2 separate regions of the Sus scrofa genome follow, and region 2 is linked to region 1. A link is a contact called in public Hi-C data. All regions are on one chromosome and are shown on one strand. The core of a region is the stretch at or near the end of the contact, and the rest is flanking DNA. Distances in the headings are between cores, read along the strand shown. Region 1 holds the start of RFFL (E3 ubiquitin-protein ligase rififylin). Region 2 holds the start of CCT6B (T-complex protein 1 subunit zeta-2).

Region 1 (3,010 bases), core at 276-2,775:
CCTAACCTTATGGCTTTGGGTAAATTAATTCCTTCCAGCTTTCCTTCCGCTTCCTGCCTCCTTCCTCCCTTCCTCTCTCTCTTTCTTTTATTTTAGGGCCGCACCAGCGGCATATGGAGTTCCCAGGCTACGGGTGGAATCGCAGCTGTAGCTGCCAGCCTATGCCACAGCCACAGCCCTGTTAGATCCAAGCTGTGTCTGTGACCTACACTGCAGCTCACGGCAATGCCGGATCCTTAACCCACTGAGCGAGGTCAGGGATCAAACCTGTGTCCTCATGGATACTAGTCAGATTTGTTTCCGCTGAGCCACGACAGGAACTCCCTGGGTAAATTTCTTACCACACAGATCTTCATTAATTTGCTGGGCTGTGAAGGTTGGAAATAATACTTGTAAAGTGACAGAGTGTGCATGTATAAACGATATTGATTTTAACTCACTTTTCCCTGTGATAGTCCTTATCTTAGCCCATACTGGTTATTGATCCCCCCCCCATGCAACCCTGGTGCTTTATGGTTAATTAAGGACTTCTATATTTATTAGCTTATTTAATCCTCATATAAACCTGCCTCACACAACCATACCAGTTTCTTCAGGGAGGAGGAACAAGTTCAGAAGGGTTGAATACCTGCCAAAATGTACACAGCAGCTAATGAATGGCCGAGGTGCACTCCTCCTCTCAGTCATCTTCATTCCATCAGGGCCTTCCTCTGAGCAGTTTCCTCTCTTTTTTTTTATTTTTATTTTTCTGCTTTTTAGGGCCGCACCCATGGCATATGGAAGTTCCCAGGCTAGGGATCAAATCAGAGCTGCAGCTGCCAGCCTACCCCACAGCCACAGCAAGGGCAGGAACTGAGCTGCGTCTGGACCTACACCACAGCTCTTGGCAACGCTGGATCCTTAACCCACTCAGCAAGGTCAGAGATTGAATCTGCATCCTCACGGATACTTGGCAGTTTGTAACCCGCTGAGCCACTAAGGGAACGCCGCCCCCCCCTTTTCCTCACTTTCTTAATGTACAAAGAGCTAACCCTTGGGGCTTAGGCTGGAAAATTCTAGAGGTGCCATAGAGTGAGCAGGACAAACATGGGTCTTGCTGTCCCCAGATCTGCCTTGTAATACCTTCCAGCTATGGGACCTTGAATGAGCTAGTGAACCCTGAGGGTCCTGGGTTTCTTCCACTGTATGTTGGGGACCATCACCTGCGGATAGCCATTGCAGTGAGGAACGATGGAATATGCAAGCGAGGCAACTTTCAAACTTTTATTATGAAACCAGTTCTGAAATGTTATGGGACTCGCTCAGGGTCCCCAAGCTGGACCGTGTACCTGGACCTTTCAGCTACTCGTGCAGAGTGCAGTGTGACCAAAGCAACAGGGACAGCTGAGGCCCCGACCTGGAGGGCCCGGCCTCTGGCGGCCTAGGCTCCGCCAGGGGGCGCTCGCGAAGGCCACGCTCTAGCCCGCCGCGCGCCTCGCCCCTCTCTATGGTGGCTCGGGCGCGCCAGGAGCGGAGGCGCGCTCCCGAGGGGGGGCGGGGCCGCGCCGGGGGTGGGGCCGCGCGAGGGGCGGGAGCGACCGGGCCGGGCGGCCGGGAATAGGTGGGGGGGCAACTTCCTGGGGCCGCCCGTGAGGATGTCGCGACTGCCCCCCGGTGCCCCTCAGCCCCGGAGACGCGGCCGCGGCGGAGCCCGCAGCCCCCCTGCCTGAGGCGTCTGCGGCCCGGATCCGGCCCCTCCCCTCCCCTCCCAGGTGCGGGCCGGACAGGCGGCCTCGGCAGGTGAGGAGGCGGTGGGGCTGGGATTCGCGGTGCGCCCGGTCTGGGGTGGGGTCCTGCGTGAGGCCGGGGTGGGGGCCGCTGCTTGGCCTCGGGTCTCACCAAACTGTGGTCCGGGGGCGCCTCTTCTGTGCGGGGCGCGGCCTGGGACTCTCCCTGCCTACAGGGGATGGGGGAAGCCCTGCCTCGCTGAAAGTCTGCGCATTCAAGGTAGCCCGCACCTGTCCCATTAAAAGCCTCTTCAAAGGAAGCATTTCACCTGCGGGAGGCAGCAACTCAGACGTGTACCCTCAAATATCTCCAAATGCCCTCGCGTCGGCAGATTCAGTTGGCTTGTGGGGGAAAGATGCTGCTTTACAGCGGTGGAAACTGAGTCAGGTACCGGGCGGCCTGCGTCTTCATTTAAAGGAACTAGCCTGACCCTGCTTCTTGGTGCGGGAGCCCTGCGAGCATCGTGGAAGGAGGCGGCTGGAGTTTGGAGGCTTGATGGAGAAGTTTGGGGATGTGGTTCTCTCCTCTTAGAGGAGTCCCCCGCCCCGCCCAGGGTCCTGTGGTCCCTCTTCTGGGAGTTGTCTTCTGTTCATTTGAGGTAGTGTGTGTGAGGTCGCCAGTAGCTAAGATGCAGAGGGAAGTGGGGCCTCTCTGCAGCTGGCTGCCCATGAGACATTTGACCAGGCACGGGGCAGTATGCTAGACCCGGGGTGCCAGAGCGTCGCAGGCTTCTCTCTGCTCAGAGCTTGACTTCAGGCTGGCAGAAGATAGAAACCACAGTATATTTTCACGCCTTTTTGTTGGTCTGTCATTTGCTCTAGGGGAAAGCCTGCTTGTGTAATCAGGGAAGAGGGTACCATGTTCTCCCAGCCTACCCCAGGGAAGAAGAGTTGTCAGCTTGGAAATAAGGCTTTACCCACAATTGCCGCTTTGCACCCCGGCTAAAGGCCACAGTAGCCTGGAGCACAAACATCCCCAGGTCCGTGTGGCCTTCTAAGGAAGTAAGTTCCTCCCTTTCACAGGTGGTTTGGGGGACAGAGACTTCCTGTCACCCTTGTCGTGCAACAGTTTGGGGAGCAGTTGTGGTTTTCTCAGCGACAGTTCAAGTTACTGAAATGAAATGTCGCTAAGGCTGTCTACTTACTGAAATATGTTTCTAGGAATGAGAGTAAGCAGGGGACATGGTGCTGGGGTGAGTTTGTATTCAGAATTCTAGGGTGGGAGCTAGCAGTAATAATTCTTT
Region 2 (3,010 bases), core at 324-2,823, 130 kb after region 1:
AGCCATATCCACCTCAGATGCCACACCTGGTTTTCATCTAAAAGCTTGTCCATTGGTCTGACTTCTATTAATTTACAAACTTCAAAGCAGAATTAAGTAAATATATATTTAACTATGTACAGTATCTACAGCTTACAGCTTTTACAACTCAAACTTTAGATCTGTGTGTGAAAAAGTGGGCGTTTTAGTATATAATACTTTAAAAACTTCAAAAACACTTTTACCTCAAAAATATTTTACACCAGTTTTCCAAAGCGGTATCTTCACAGGCTCCTTGTATCTCAACAACCCAGTTAGGTCACCAAATCTCTAGGCATGGAGTAAACGTTACATTGAGAGACGGCACTTTTTATACAATCGTAGAGGGTGTAGAAATCTTGCGTCTGTGAAATCCTATAACAAAGCCCCTTTCACCCGCCAATCCTGAGACAATAAATCCTGTAGCTCTCCCTCATCATCGCTGTCAACATTCTCCTCTTCCTTTTTCTGCAATTCTTTAATGGTCAGCACCTCTTTAAGCTTATTTTTTATTTCATCCTGGCGATTCCGCAGCTTTTCCACCCGACGGTAGCACTCTATCTGCTCATCGATCTCTCCAATCTGCCGGTCCAACCGTCCCTCCTCATCCTCTTCAGCAACTATGGCTTCGGAAATAGTGTTCACCTGTCTCATGGCTTTTTGAAATTCGTCCCACTCTTTGTCCATCTGATCCTTTGGGGCGTCAACCTTTCGTACCCTCGCATCTATCTCAGGGTCGTCAAAAAACCCTTCCGGTAATGCTTCGGCAGTGTTTTCTCTCCTTTCCACTACTTTTTCATGTATCTCTGCTTTCTCAATTGACCCCGAATGAGGAATTAAAGGGGCCTTGGGAGGATTTGTATCTGAAAAGCCGCTTGGCAGCCGACTACCACTTGCCTCCCGCGAGGAGGGAAGTGAGTGTTCCTTGCTCGGTACGTTGGACGGCTGCTTACTGGCATCCCCTTTCTTCCCTTCTCCTCCTCCTCCCTGCCCCTCTTCCTCCTCCTCCTCTTCCTCATCTTCATAATCAGGGAGTAAACCGAGTCCCGAAGACTTACTGAGGGTCGTTCTAGTGGATTCCTTTCCGGTTTTGTCAAAGTTGGTGGGCAAGGCGGAAGTGGAGGGCTGTACCTGAGGCACCGGAGAGGCCTTCACTCTTTTGGCATCTTGGCTCTCTGCATCTGGTGCCTTCCTCTTGGCGGACGGACCCTGGGTGGCCTCCTTCGCGCCTTTCAGCTCGGCCACTTTCTCTCGGTGCTGCTTTCCGAGGACGTGAGTCTGCCACAGGAGCTCGCTCTTAACCGGGGTGTTACACAGGGCACAACTCAGCTGCCCCAAACGGTTGTACTTCGCGAATGGAGATTCTATCCGTTTTCGGTTGGTGCTCAGACGCTGCTTCTCTTTCATCAACCTCCGCAATTCGTCCTGATTCACCACTCGCTTCCCGGCCGAAGGCCGAGCAGACGCGGAGGACGCCATCTTCGCGGCCGGACCCGAGGCGATTCTGGCTTCCGTCCCGGCGATGCCTGATAACGTCACTTCCTGTTGGATCGCGGGTTGGCTGAGGCTCCGGAGCGTGGGCCGTGGCGCACGGGTTTCCCTCAGACTCGAGGCAGAGGCAGCTTTTGTTGGCGTGTACGCTGCTGCAGGTGGCCATGGCCGCGATAAAGGCCGTAAACGCCAAAGCTGAGGTGGCGCGGGCACAGGCAGCTTTAGCTGTCAATATATGCGCCGCCCGAGGGCTGCAGGATGTGCTGCGGACCAACTTAGGCCCTAAGGGCACCATGAAAATGTGAGGCGGCGGTTGGAGCGGCGGTTAGGGCGTTGGGGATTTGTTGGGTGTCGCGACGCGCTCTGCGTTGGACGTTCCGCGAAGAGATTGGAGCGATGTGCACGCGCTTGTGGGCCTGTTTTCCCTCGTTCGGCATTTCTGCCTTGAGCTGTCTAGCCTGGCGGAGAAGAACTTTTCCCCGAGGAAAGGGCCCTCTAGTGAAGCTGTCATACCTACCCCCTTCCTGCCCCCCAACTTGTTGTTGAGGTTCATATGCAACTAGAAAGTTAGTTCATTTAGTGTCTCATATGAAACATAGGCCCTCTAACTCCCCTGTTCTTTATTATGCCCTTAGTTTGGATTTTGTTTGGCATTGTGTTGTAGTGGAGACGGCATGGGCTTTAGAGCCTGGCAGGCTTGGGTTCGGATCCAAGTTCCCCTTCTAGCTATGCAAGATCAAGTTCTGTCAATTTTGGCTGTGAGTCCTTGAGCAAGTTGTACGCTCTGTACCAGCGCTTCATCATAGCCATCCTTTGAGCCTGTGTTTACCTAGGACCGGTATTTAGAAGAGAGAGAAAGTGACTGGTGAGGGAAAAAAGGTGTAAGAGGAGAGAGGTACAGTTTCAGAGGAATGAGCAAAATAAAATTAGCGGTGAAAGAGGGCATTTATTCTAACTGGGATGCTGGGAATGAGATGTTTAAGACACGGTTTCTGATCTTAAGGAGTTCTAGTAGAGATGAATGTGCTAAATATATATATGGGAAGGGACTGATTACTGATGGCAGAAGGGAAAAGGAAAAGCTTCTCAAATAACAGGATTTTTCATCAGAGTCCTGCAAGATGAGTTAAGAGTTCACAGGTTGGGGAAGGGAGTAAAGGCCTTCTAGATAGAATAACTTCAGGAACAAGAAAGCCCAGTGGTGTAGATCCAACAGAAACAAAACTGAACATGTTATGTTAAGGGAACCACAAGATTTTCCCACAAGATCTCATTTGGTAGAAGAGGTAGTGAAAAATAGACATTATCCAGACTGGGAAAGGTAAACTATATCATTGCTAAATAGTTTGGATTTTACCTTGAAGGTGATGGAGAACATGAAAATTATGGTAGGGGTGTTTGTTTTGTTTTGTTTTGGCCTCACCCAGTGGCATGTGGAACTTCCCAGGCCAGAGATTGAACCCATACCACCCCAGTGACCCAAGCTGCTGCACTGAAATAA

Evidence for each region. A called contact is a pair of places that touch in the nucleus more often than the background predicts.
Region 2: a contact with region 1 is called in a Hi-C map of mesenteric adipose tissue, with 2.3 times the contacts expected there. The contact joins the promoter of CCT6B here to the promoter of RFFL in region 1. A contact is called at or near these places in 1 of 5 promoter capture datasets (liver), 6 of 47 Hi-C or Micro-C datasets (embryonic fibroblasts, heart right ventricle, liver and 3 more) and 2 of 2 datasets of contacts at active chromatin or transcription factors (alveolar macrophages and skeletal muscle).

What each region holds. Positions count from the first base shown.
Region 1 is chr12:40,073,734-40,076,743 of Sscrofa11.1, forward strand. It overlaps RFFL (E3 ubiquitin-protein ligase rififylin), which reads left to right and starts at 1,526. Exons shown (of 6, transcript XM_013981148.2): 1 at 1,526-1,779.
Region 2 is chr12:40,203,549-40,206,558 of Sscrofa11.1, forward strand. CCT6B (T-complex protein 1 subunit zeta-2) reads left to right here and starts at 1,574. Exons shown (of 14, transcript XM_005674603.3): 1 at 1,574-1,810. The coding sequence starts at 1,674. It also overlaps a transcript of LIG3 not described here.